Regions from separate parts of the Sus scrofa genome. Here regions 1 and 3 are each linked to region 2. Evidence: chromatin contacts called from public HiChIP or PLAC-seq data. All regions are on one chromosome and are shown on one strand. Each heading gives the region's core, a stretch centred on a gene start, on an enhancer-like site or on the middle of the called end of the contact. The rest is flanking DNA. Distances are from core to core; before and after follow the strand shown. Region 1 holds the start of HESX1 (homeobox expressed in ES cells 1). Region 2 holds the start of FAM208A (protein TASOR). Region 3 holds the start of ARF4 (ADP ribosylation factor 4).

Region 1 (4,475 bases), core at 1,230-3,729, 530 kb after region 2:
CTCATCTTTGGGATTCCTAGCCCTACCTCTGACCTACTGCATCAGAATCTTCCAGTTAAGCTCAGTAATCTGTATTCTAACAACCTCCCCTAGATGACTTTTACGTGTACATAAATCTGGTAACCACTAACCTAGGGGGATAATTTTGAAAAGTAAAGCACCACTGTCATTTAGGTTGTTGGAGTCTTTTCTATTATAGACCGCAGATCAGAATTTCAAGAAGTATCATGTAAAAACCTAACTATAAGAAGATCAAATATAATTTTATGAGACTAATAATTAACCATTTACAAGACTGTATGTCCTTTTGTTGTAAATTATATGTGTGAAATGTCTCAAAGAATTCTTTGGTGAATGTTGTTTAATCCTGCCTTGCCATCCATAAAATTAACCAGCTGGCCAAAGTTTTTACTATGCTACCCACACATGAGTCTCCAGTAAGCCTGGAGGCATTCTCTGAACAAGCCTCATTTCCTGTGTAAAAGGAACTGAGTTTGGTCAATTGTACAGAACTTAGGCTGATTAAAATTAAATTGGTTATCAAAGGAGACTGTAATTCCATAGCTTTAGGGAAGTTTTACAACAGGAAATATAATCATCTTTCCGGATGAGCAGAGTGAACAGTAGCATAAAGCTAGAGGATCCAAACAGAAAGCCTTTTAAGATCCTTTCTAGCTTTATAATTTGACTAAACTGCCTCTCCAACCAACTGTATGTCAATTTGTTTTTGTTTGTTGTGTTTTTTAACCAGCTGAGCCTGGCAAGAATTCCTTGCCACCAGATAATTTAAGGGCCTCCTGAGAAGCCTTTACAAAGATACAGCTTAGATGCATGGAACATACAAAGCAAGAAACCATTTAACTTTGTGATAATACCCCACCCAGATAATTCAGATACCTAAGAGAATTTTTTCATTGGAATTATTTGGTTTGGCCAAGCTAACTGGCCAAACCCCTTCAGTTATACCATATAACTACTCTTCTTTCTTACACTTTGTTTTCACTTGTCACTTATTCCTGATTCTTATCAACGGCAACTAGCTTTCTTCTCCTTCTTTTATAATCTAATCACAGTTCACCCAAGAATGTTTCTTACCTTCAAAGTCTTCCTTCTTTACAGTCAGGATGCATGCCACTGTGCTGAGGAGAAATGTCAAAGGGCAGAGTTGTGTTGCTGAGATCGGTACGATGCTGGGTATATCCAAGCAGCTGGGAACCAATAACACCGTGTAAGAACTGACAGCAAACCACTTTTCAGAAACTAATCATCTATTCTAGAGGGTGACTAGTGGATAAAAAAATGTAAAAGGAGAGTCCTTATTGAAAGCTTGTAACACTAAGGATAACTCTGTGAAACCATACTGCAAGACTTCCTGGTAAATATTTAAAACCCGATTTTATTTTTCTATCATGAGATTGTGGGACATTTTAGTTTAAAACTGCTTAACTTCCAATCTGGTTACTGTGTTTGGATTTGTTCGTTTATCTGGATTTGTTCTAATTTATTTGTGGAACCAGGTAACTAATCTTTATTCAATAGTTTTTATATTTCTTGAATGAAAATGGAATGGATTGGTGGGATGAATGGCTAGATATTTACAAGACACTAATGATTTTGCCATTCTCTCTGTATAATGATTTTTCTAAAAGAATCTGTATGGCTTCTTATAACCCTACAGAAGAACAAACAAGGCAGTGTGAGGTTGGGAAAAATGATAAAGAGGCAGATCTAATACAGATCAAGTTCTAGAGTGGAGCTTCACTTTTCTCTCCTTTAAAAAAATTAGAGGCTGAAGAAGCGATCTAAAGATTCTTCCAAAACTTTAACAGAAATGCGAATCAGTTATTAACATAATAAACCAGTGTACCTTGATTTTCAAGAGATGCCTTCATTTGTGATTAAAAAAGTAAATAAATAAAGTCTGAATTGCGGCGTGTCAGCCTCTCAAGGCCAGGTAAGAACCGATGAACTAGCAACAAAGGCGTGCTCTTAACTGAAAATACTGATACCCAAGTGCCCAGAAAAAAAATCTTTTCTACTGTCCAAGAATTACCGGGAAGTCAGGTTGACACAACTTCAGATCTCCCAGACATCTGAGTTAGCCAGCACCATTTTGTTGGAGAAGGGAGACTGGAAGCTTGGGGCAGGGTTTGTAAAATTATAATTTAAGGAAACTAAAGAAGGCGCCGGCAGTGAGGCCTCCTTCATGGTCTCTGATGAAAAATGGTGGGGGATACGTAAAACTGCCCTAGGTTCCCGACTGTGGTCCTCACTCTAGGTTCCTAGGGACGCACGGGGAAGACTGTCTACTACACTTCACACCCCTACGCGAGCAGCCAGGGTAGGTGCTCGAGGTGTGCAAGCTGCTCCGCTTTCGACCCCTCAGCGCCGCCTTTACCGCCTCCACCGACTCCACTGTCTCCTAGGCCCGTGATCTGCGCAGAGCTCAACGCGGGGGAGCCTCCCTCCAACCCCCCACGCTGACCGACATCGCCGCGAACCAATAAGCGAGTGGGGAGGTGGGGCAGGCAGTCCAAGGGGGCGGGATTTCCCTCACCGCCGCGAGGCCTCTGGGCGCCAGGCGAGGGCGGCAGAGCCAGCTAGAGAGGGCGGGTCGGGGTCAGCTGCTGAAGGCAGGCGGGCGTAGGGAGCTGTGGGCGGTCGCCGCGTCTCCTGCCGCCGCCCTCCCTCCCTCCCTCCCTCCGCCACGATGCCGGGGATCGACAAGCTGCCCATCGAAGAGACGCTGGAGGACAGCCCGCAGGTAAGGCGCGGGCAGCGGCGGGCGGCGAGGGAAGGAGCGGGGCCGGCCGACCCCAGGCCTGGCGTCTACGCGGCCGCAGGTGCCCGCCCTGGTCCAGGTGGGCGCCGTCCCCCAGTGTTCCCGCTGGTCGCGGGCCGCGCCCGGAGCCGCCGAGCCAGAGCCGTCCTCCCGAGGCCCGTCTCGGCCTGCGCCCCTAAGCCGAGAGCCGCGCGCGGGGTCTGGGACGTCCGCGGGCAGCGACTGAGCCGCCGTCGCCTTGGCTCGTGGGCCCGGCGGTCACGTACGCCCTCGGGGCTCCCTTGTATTTGACAGAAGGTGCTTTTTTGTCGCCGTCTTGTGAGGTGATAAATCTCAATACTGGTATTTTCCCCCGAAAACCTCCTCGGAGAAAATGCAGAAAAGACCCTGTAGACTTCATGGTTTCTGACCAAGCTAGGGGAGGAAATGGATAGTTTTTCTTGGGGAGATGCTGAAAGACTCTTGATTTGCCGGTGTGGAGAGGGCAAAGCCGGTCACGGGTCCCAGAGCCTCCCGTGGCCGTGTCTTGGCGGTGAGTGTAGCCGCTGTCACTCGGGCTGTGCACGCCGAGTGATGGACGGCGCCTTTGAGGCTCCACCACTGCTGCGCCCTCGTTGCAGACTTGGCCCTAATCAACTCATCAAAATAAAAGCCCTGTGTTTTGTGCTTTGGGGATGATGCTAGTGCGGTTGCTGTAGTTTAAAATAATCTAGGAAAACATAACCATTACTTAATGTTTTCGGTACTGAAGAATGAAATCAGCTATAGTAAAAACATGTTATGTTGGTGGGGCCTGTAACTTGCATTGAGAAACTTATCGCTAGGCCTGTCTCTTACACAGTAGGGGTTTAAGATGATGTTGCTGTTTGGCTACCACTTAGAATGAAGAAAATTTTCTGAAATGTTGTTCCCTTAGAACTGCAGTTGCACATATTTCTCGAGTCTTTGACAGTTTAATAGGACTCGAAAAGAAGGGGAGGAAGGGACTAGATCCCCCTTTTCCTGTATGATACGTCTGCCATGGATATTGTGCTAGTTTTGATTGCCAAGTTGAAGTTGGGTTCTGATTGTGGAATTGATTTGTTTTTTTCACAGCGAAAGTTATCTTCACAGACCAGTTGACTGCTGGTAATGTACTCTTATCCGCCTATGTTGACAGAGAGAAACCCACTTCTTGACTTCCAGAATAGATGGTTCAAATGCTTCATGATTTCTGTAGTATAAAGTTATAAGCTACATTTGTTTCAAATGTTTAGCAGAAATTTTATGGGATGTATTGGTCAGGTGCACTTTGTCATTTTATTTTATAAGACTCAACAGGTTGCCTTGCCTTTTTTCTCTTACCTGGCCTGGTTTTTATAGCTCATAAAGACTACAGACTACTCAGAATGGGTTGCACAGTGCCCTAGCCATGACTTAGGAGGGTGTAATCTCTTGACTCATCTAATTTCTTGAACTCTTCACACAATTAGTTTACAATTTGAGCATTAAGTGTTTTCCTTCTTTTATAAGCATGTGCCATATTGGTATTAGTTTTATGGTAATTTTTAATGAGATAGCCACATTGGTATTCTTTTAATTTTAGGAATAATAAATTTGAACTTAATATTTATTTGGGAAATTAATTGGGACGGCTGTGGTTTAGAAAGGGAAGCAATTCTTGGGGCAAAATAGAACACCCTGGATTCAGGAT
Region 2 (4,016 bases), core at 1,194-3,693:
TTTCCCCAAGAGAGCATCAGACTCAAGGGAGAAAACAACTAGGTTTTATATTTCCTAATTCCTCAATTATATCCACTTTCAATGTGTTCAAATGAAGTCTATTTTACAGCAACCTCTAGATCTTATTAAAAAACAAACAGAAAACACATGCAAACAGTACCTTTCAACATTTCCTAGAGTCCTCCCTCATATCAAACCAAACCATGAGGAGAGTTTTTAGACCAATTTTCTAGTCCTATCAAGAGTTAAAAAGGAGGACATCATGCTTTTATGCTTTACTTAAATCCCTAAAAAAACGGGCTTCAAAACTATTATCAAGTCGAAAAAAAAAAAATGAAAAATGTTCAGCCTCCTACTGTGACCCTATAACCAGAGCCCACCTGAATATATTTCCAATCTATTCTCCACCACTTGATAAATTAGGCTTAAGATTTAACTATCCTCTCTTAGGCTACACCATACATCTTAAATAAACCAAAAGAATGGATAACTTCGACCTTTACAAGAATCCTCTTGAACCCTAAAATGTTTTACATTACCTCACTTAAAAGATATTTCTAGAAACATTCCTCATGCTAACGGACAAAAAGTAACCTCATCTTTGTCAACAAGGTTTCGCACACCAGCGATTTCCTTGGTTTTGTTAATCCAAATAGAATTAACAATCTGAATTTATGTGTATCTGACAAAGGCTAACAATTTCAGTTGTGCAAATGGAACTGGTAATGCACATGGAAAGAGGAAGCACATGCTTCATTCAAGATACTCTTTATCAAGATTGAAAGCACAAATTACGTTTTCTGCAAATAAGAAATTCCTATTACTTTTCAAAGTAAATCATGAAAAACGGAGCCAAACTCTAAAACAAAAAGCTTTAAATTGACCAAATCCTGAGCATCCCAAATCACTGGATAATCAAAAATTGTATTCCGATTAACAGAAAACGGTCGTTTCTTCCATTAAAAAATGGGTCATAATACGGCATTAAGTTTTAAAATGGTAACGTACTTCATGTAACTCTTCCCACATTGGTTCCAAAAACTAGACTGGACTTTAAATTTTTTTTAAGTTCTCTCATCTGCAAAATCAAATTGGTGAATCTTGGGCATAAGCTAACCTCTATTTTTTTTCCAGAGGGAAATTACTGCACCAAGAACCTACCTACCTTCCCAATTTTCTCAAATTCGAGAAAAAACATACTAAAGTTTGGATTTAGAAAGCCCTAACGCCTCAAAAATGAGAAAAAAAAATCTACATGGAAATGAAGTGTGATGGAAAATAAGTGTTGCATGAATCACATCTAACGGAGATTTCTAAACAAGAGAAGACGCTGACATCGAGCAAATTTCAAGTAGACAGATAGCTGAAGAATTTCCACAGGGAGAAGCACTTGTGGTCCTCTCAACGCAGTGGCCTTGGAGTAAGCCCCAGATTCCACGGCCACGGGTAATTTCCACCGTGAGACTTCTCAGAAGCATCCTTAGGAGGACACATCGGCTTCTCTGCCTTCAGGGGCTGGGAGGGAGGGGCGCCGAGCACCATCTTTCCTCTCTGGGAGCTGCAGCCTTATAGACACGCTTCAAACCTGAACTACTTCCAACTTCCACCGGGAGGGGGGAAGCAGGAGAGCGTGGTTTCCACCGCTTTCGTCTCGCACCAAAGCGCAGCTGCTGGGCGGCCGTGGCAGTGAGGGGAGAGGCGGCCGGCGCTGCATGCGTGTTTACGTGTCTCGGATGGGTGTGGGAAGGAAACAGAGAGGTTCTAATGAAAAGATGGAGGGGAGAGAGAGAGGGGTTGGGGAAGAGGGGAAGCACCACCTTTCTTTTCTCTGCTCTTCCTGGGGATCTGAAAACTCCTCCTAACAGGTCTTTCGGGCTCTTCGGGGCCTTTGGGCAGAGCGGCCGCGCCCGCCTCAGAGGAGTCCTGAGGCTGCTCGTGGCAGAGGCTCGGGGCGGCCTCAGCAGCCGCGCTCTCCTCAGGCCCGGTGCCGCCGCCGGGCTCCGCGATGCTGACGCCGCCGCCATTTTGTGGGGTGGACTCAAGCTCCGGAAGCGCCTGCTTCATCTCGTCGTCTCCGCCGCCGCCACCACTTTCCCAGCTCGCGTCCGTCGGCGGAGAGGCCTCCGCCTCCGCTGCAGTCGCCATCCCGCCGGCGTGAGGAGCTCCGGGAACCTTCTGTCGACAAGGTCGACGGGGGTGGGGGGAAGGGGCGGCGGGCCGGCCTCGCCGCCGAGCTGCTCTCAGCCCACCCACCCCCTTCCCCCCGTGGCCGCGGGCCGCAATCCCGGGCCAGCAGCCTCTCAGGGGCCCCGAAGCGGGCGCCCCAACCGTGCCGCCCAAACCCCGGAGCCGCTCCTCTCTCGGGCAGTTCTTTGGCCGGCCCCCGCCACTCAACGTGCTGGCGTCGGGGCCGGGAGGGGGCGGGGACATCGCGGAACCCTCAGCCAATGGGGGCGCGGCGCCCGCCTCCGCGGGTGCGGATGGACGGCGCCCAGGGGCGGAGCCTCAGGAAGCTCGAGCCCGCCAAAAGGGGCAACCGCAACGCCCAGAGAGTACCTCGACGCCCCGGCGCGCTGCGGGGTGGATGGGCCTCCCGGCTAGCTGAACGATCCCGGACAGTGCTTGGCCAGCGCCGCCGGCGAGGGCGAGGGCGAAGGAGGCGCGCAGAGCCAGGTCCTGGGGACGCAGGCTTCGCCTTTTTCTGGGCAAGATTACCCCGTTTCTCCGCGCAGGATTTACTTTGGCCAAAAGAGAATAGAGGCAATGGTTGTGGGACGATCCCGGCTTTGTGAAATATTTGCGTGCATATAAAGGCCTGGAGTAATGATAAGCAAGTGGGCTGCAGCGATAAGAGCCTGAAAGCCTCGGGGGGGCCTGCTTCACCTACCTGCCGTTCTACCGGATTTTGCATCTTTACAACAGATTACTCCCACCTGTCCCCCCCCCCTTTTATCTTACTAGGTTGTAACCTGTGGCACGCCTCCAGCAAGGGTCAATACCTCGGATCCTTTGATAAGACTTCCACAGCTGAATGTTAACAGGATTTGGTTCTGCAGAGCTTGAGGAAAGAAGTGCTGCTGGCTCTTAGATTTCGTGTTTCAGTTTTCTCATAGTGTATACTAAAAAATATAATCGTTTGCCGCCACGTTAAAAAAACACGCGGAAAAAAAAAAAAACCCACAGCAGGTGATCGCTTTCTCTTCACAGTCGAGTAAAAGACCTTTAAATAGCTTATGCTAATTGGGTTGAAACTACTATTTATTTGGTTTACAGTGAATACAGTATATCTTGGGTTCTTTCTACATGCTAATCACCCCACAAAGCAATTCACATATATTACGTATATTTAATCCTCACAACAACATATTAGGGAGATACTATCATGCACAACTTAAAATAAGTATTGCAATTAGGAGAATGGGATTAACAGATGCACAGTACTATGCATAAACAAGGATTTACCGCATAGCACATGGAACTACATTCAGTATCTGGTAATAACCTATAATGGAAAAGAATGGGAAGCTGTACACCTGAAACTAACACAATATTGTAAAAATAAAAAATAAATAAAAAGTGTTGCAAGAGTTGAACAAATTAACAAAATCATAATTTGAGGCCAGATCTATTTAACTCCAAATAAAGTACTTTCCCTCCATTCCTCTCTTTCTTTTTTTTGTCTTTTATCCTTTTAGGGCCACACCTGAGGCATATGGAGGTTCCCAGGCTAGGGGTCTAATTGGAACTACAGCTGCTGGCCTACACCACAGCCAGAGCAACACCAGATCTGAGCCACGTCTGCAACCTACACCACAGCTCATGGCAATGCCGGATCCTTAACCCACTGAGTGAGGCCAGAGATTGAACCTGCAACCTCATGGTTCCTAGTCAGATTTGTTTCTGCTGCACCACGACGGGAACTCCTATTTTATTATTTTTTCCTACTTCTTTTCTAAGAACAATCTTCACAACAGCTCTGCACCTTTAAGCATTTTATGGATGGTGAAATGAGGATT
Region 3 (4,029 bases), core at 971-3,470, 870 kb after region 2:
ACTATTACATTTTTAATCAAGGAAATCTAATTATCCCAAATTCAAGTGCAAAACAAGAATGGCAAACCTGAGTAATATAACATTTAATATGAACGAATAATTTCAAATCATAATTTCTATTCCCTGCACAAATGCACAAAATTAAATACTTTCCTTGTTCCATTTTCTTTCAATCATTATTTCTGGGGGTAAGGGGGAGAAATGCTCCCCTAATATAGTAAACATAGGAAAATGTTTATAGCATTATTCTACCTTTCTTCTCCCTCTGAAACTTGCAGCCATCACAAAAGACTAAGACAATGAAAAACAGCAATTTATTTACAATAAATCTTAAGTAAAATATTACATACTACATTTCAAATACAACGCACTACAACTCCACGAACAGAACAGGCTGGAAATTCATTTATCACAGTTCAAAGTTCTCCCACTGACTTCAGAGCCTTTTTTAAACTGTCAATTTTCAATTACTTTTAAAGCTTAAATAATATGCTTGCATTCCTAAAATAATTGTCATTTTCATAAATGAAGTCTGACAAACTATGAGAGAGTAAACATTTTGAATTAATCTTTGTGAGTGAATCATCAACATTTGTTTTATGGATTTTGAAGCAGGAATAAGAGGAAAGTGAAAAAAGAACCAAATGTGCATACCCTCAATCTTCAAATACCTTGAAATATTACGGAATTTTGCTTTGGAAAACTTTCAAGTAAAACCTCCCAACTTCTCTAGAAAACAATCTAATAAACCAACAGATTTCAATGTTACAAGTTAGAGGGGCGCCTTATAGCATTATTCAGGTGCAAAAAGCTTAGCGGTGATGTAGAGACTACTCATAGTACTATGGGGAAGACGTTGCTTACATCACTCGACTAACAAGTCCCTTCTCCCTCAGCAGAGCAAAAATCGGACCCTAAAAAGCAATTTTTAAAAAGCCCGTTTTCCCTAAGAATTTTTTAAAACACCTTCGTAATTACTCTTTAACAAGGCGACCCTAAAATTAAGCGTCATTATGTTCACTTACTGAAAATGTGTTAGCACTTTAAAAGAATTTAGTTTCTAATTTATTTTCCATTAAATCTTCACCAGCTGGACAAAAATTACGTGGTCTGAAAATCAAAGAGAGTAAACCAAAGAGCGTGGCTAAAAGAAACATTCATGATAAACTCAATTTTCAGGAACATTAATAGGAAAAAAACAAAAAACAAAAACAAAAACAAAAAAACGTGAAGCAGAATCCAGAGCGAAGCAAAGTTTAGCGAAGAGAGCGCAGAGGACTCCGGACTCTACTAAAACCTTGGGTGTTCGCTCGCCTGCCACTGTACTGGGGCTGGTCACTTCCTGCACCGGCCGGCTCCGGGCGACCGCTCGCTCACATACCAAAGGAGGGTGAAAAGTGTGTACACGGGGCAGAAAGAGGGAGGAGGAAGGCTAAACTGCTGCCCACACCCGGGGAAGAGCAGAATCAGATCGCATTCTCAGAATGGGCCGCGCCAATATCTTCCGGGCTCTGCGAGATTCGACAGTTCGCTAACCTCACATCTCCGCCCAATTCCGTCGGGCTTTCAGTAGGATCGAGAGAAAACTAAACCCAGGAGGAAACCTTGCCCGCGGCCCCTTTCCAGCCTCCCCGACAGATGGGGCGACCGCCCATCCTTCGCCCCATTGTTCCCCCTTAAGAATTCTTCCCGACCCCCACCCCTCCCCCACTACAGCAGACGGGGAGAAAAAAACAGGCCCCAAGGCCGCCCAGAGCGTAGAGACCCGGCCGCCCCACCGAGGCCTGGCCTCATCCCTCAGGCCCTAACTCACCCATCAAAATGCGCATCTGCTTCTTGCCGAAGAGGCGGGAGAAGAGGGAGGAGATGGTGAGGCCCATGGCGGTAATGGCACTTGCAATGGGCAGGAGCAGAAGGGGCTTGGGGCGTCCCCGGGCCTTCTCCTTTCACGCTCCTGGCAAAGTCAGAGGGCGAAGAGGAGCTAAGGCAGAAAGAGCGCGGCAGGGACAGCTCGCTAGCCGGCGTGTCGGACGAAGCCCCGGGACAGAAATTAGCGGGGCAAGGACCTGCTCGACGACTGGCGGGGCAGCTCCGGCTCTGGCGTTAAATCTTCGCCTGTGCCACGTCACGCGGCAGCCGCGGCGACTTCGGCAGCGGCCCGGCCCCTCCAACGCGGACAGAATCGCGTCACCGCCGCCCCATCCCCCTGCGCTTCCGGTGCTACCCGAACCACTGCGCCTGCGCACGAAAGGGATTGGCCGTCTTCGCTGACGTGCGCCTCTGGCCAGCGTCAGCCCCCGGACGTGGCTCCTGGATCTAGGCGAGGCCTGTGAGCCACTGTGTACTGGGCGACAAATACAATCCCACAATGCCTCGCTTCGTCACTTCCAATCAGACTCGAGGAGAGACGTTTCTGTTTAGAGAAATGCATCCTGGAAGTTGTATTCCTTGATTCCGGAAAGGCGAGCTGTGCATTGTGGGTTAGGTAGTAAGCCTCCGTTCTTTTCGCCCTTTGGGCGTCTTTTTCTACGCAACGCGCTAAAGATTTCCTGGTGCCACGGAGGTACATATTTCACCCACGGGACCAGACACTTGCCCTAATGGAGGAGTGAAGACAGGCCCAGTTTTCCCAGAAGATAAGTTGTTAAAAGCCTGCCGCCAGGTCCCACTGACGCTACCTAATCCTAATCCTATGTCTAGAGGAGAGCTCCGAGACTTTTTTGTAGACTATTGCAGCTTTTAAAGAGGAGCCAATTTGAAGGGCTTGCTTTTTTTTTTTTTAATCTTTCCTAGAACAAGCATGGAAGATTTATCCCTTATGTTGAGGAAGTGGAAAGACTCCTCAGTTCAAAAATATTTATGATCTTAGAAGTTCCCATTGTGGCTCAGCTGTAACGAGCTCAGGTAGTATCCATGAGGATGTAGGTTGGATCCCTGGCCTTGCTCAGTGGTCTGGCGTTGCCATGAGCTGCAGCGTTCGTTGCTGTGGCTGTGGCTGAGGCTCGCGGCTGCAGCTCCCATTTCCACCCCTAGCCTGGGAAGTTGCATATGCTGTGCGTGCAGCCCTCCAAATAAAAAAAAAGAAAAAAAAAAAAGATCTTAATGTTTTCCAAAGTAAGGTATACAATTTGCAAAAAAAGATGTATAAAAGAGCAACCTCCCCACCTCCTATGGGTTTCTTCTATACTGTTGGTGCCGTTTAGTATTAAGTCATGCTCCCTATCTTTTTTTTTATCATTATTATTATTATTTTGTAATTTTTTGGCTGGCCTAAGCAGGCATATGGAGTTACCAGGCCAGGGATCAGATCCCATTGTGCCACAGTGGGACCTCCTCACCAACCATTTAGATCTGGTTAGAGTTTAACTGCGTTGGAAAATACATTCTTGAGCTTCCAACTAGATAAATTACTCAGGCTTTAAAAAATCATAACCACTCTTCATAGTTAGGATTTCGCATTCAATATTACTGTTGACAACCCTCTTCCCTTTACCCCCTTGTGTGAAAACGGTAAACGGGCCAAACTCTAGTTTGTTTTTCTGTGTTGTTTGCAATGGACTTGGCACACCATGACTCTCAAATATGGTTGAATGATGGTGGGATAGATAAACAAACTGTAGTATCTCCATACTGTGCAGTATTCTCAGGAGTTTAGGATGATGTAGAACTGTAAATCTAATGAAAAGATCGCTAAGATACATTTACTGAAAAAGGCCAAATAATGACTAAGTACTGTAAGGAAAGGTAAAAATGTAGATTTTCCGTGTGTGTGTGTGTGTGTGTGTGTGTGTGTGTGTGTAAATGCAGAACAAGAGCTTTGAAGGAGAGTCTGTAATAATGATAGTGGTGTAACTGTCTAGCCTATGTGGAGGGAGGAGGGCACCTTCCCAGAGAGTGAGGGAACCTAGTTTGGAAGTGGTAGTCAAAAGACAGCTTTATTTTGGAGTTCCTGCTGTGGTGCAGTGGGTTAAGAATCTGACTGTAGCAGCTCAGGTCACTGCATAGTTCCACAGCTATGGCTCAGATTTA

What was found. HiChIP or PLAC-seq counts read pairs in DNA pulled down with a chosen protein or histone mark.
Region 1: a contact with region 2 is called in an H3K27ac HiChIP or PLAC-seq map of alveolar macrophages. The contact joins the promoter of HESX1 here to the promoter of FAM208A in region 2. A contact is called at or near these places in 2 of 5 promoter capture datasets (fetal liver and liver), 7 of 47 Hi-C or Micro-C datasets (epiblast stem cells, heart right ventricle, liver and 2 more) and 2 of 2 datasets of contacts at active chromatin or transcription factors (alveolar macrophages and skeletal muscle).
Region 3: an H3K27ac HiChIP or PLAC-seq map of alveolar macrophages shows a contact between it and region 2. The contact joins the promoter of ARF4 here to the promoter of FAM208A in region 2. A contact is called at or near these places in 1 of 5 promoter capture datasets (liver) and 1 of 2 datasets of contacts at active chromatin or transcription factors (alveolar macrophages).

What each region holds. Positions count from the first base shown.
Region 1 is chr13:39,086,447-39,090,921 of Sscrofa11.1, forward strand. HESX1 (homeobox expressed in ES cells 1) reads right to left here and starts at 2,480. Exons shown (of 6, transcript XM_021069007.1): 1 at 2,399-2,480; 2 at 1,096-1,208. It overlaps APPL1 (adaptor protein, phosphotyrosine interaction, PH domain and leucine zipper containing 1), which reads left to right and starts at 2,711. Exons shown (of 22, transcript NM_001134966.1): 1 at 2,711-2,764. The coding sequence starts at 2,711.
Region 2 is chr13:38,554,813-38,558,828 of Sscrofa11.1, forward strand. FAM208A (protein TASOR) reads right to left here and starts at 2,444. Exons shown (of 24, transcript XM_003358482.4): 1 at 1,818-2,444. The coding sequence starts at 2,430.
Region 3 is chr13:39,427,957-39,431,985 of Sscrofa11.1, forward strand. ARF4 (ADP ribosylation factor 4) reads right to left here and starts at 2,221. Exons shown (of 6, transcript NM_001048072.2): 1 at 1,814-2,221. The coding sequence starts at 1,880.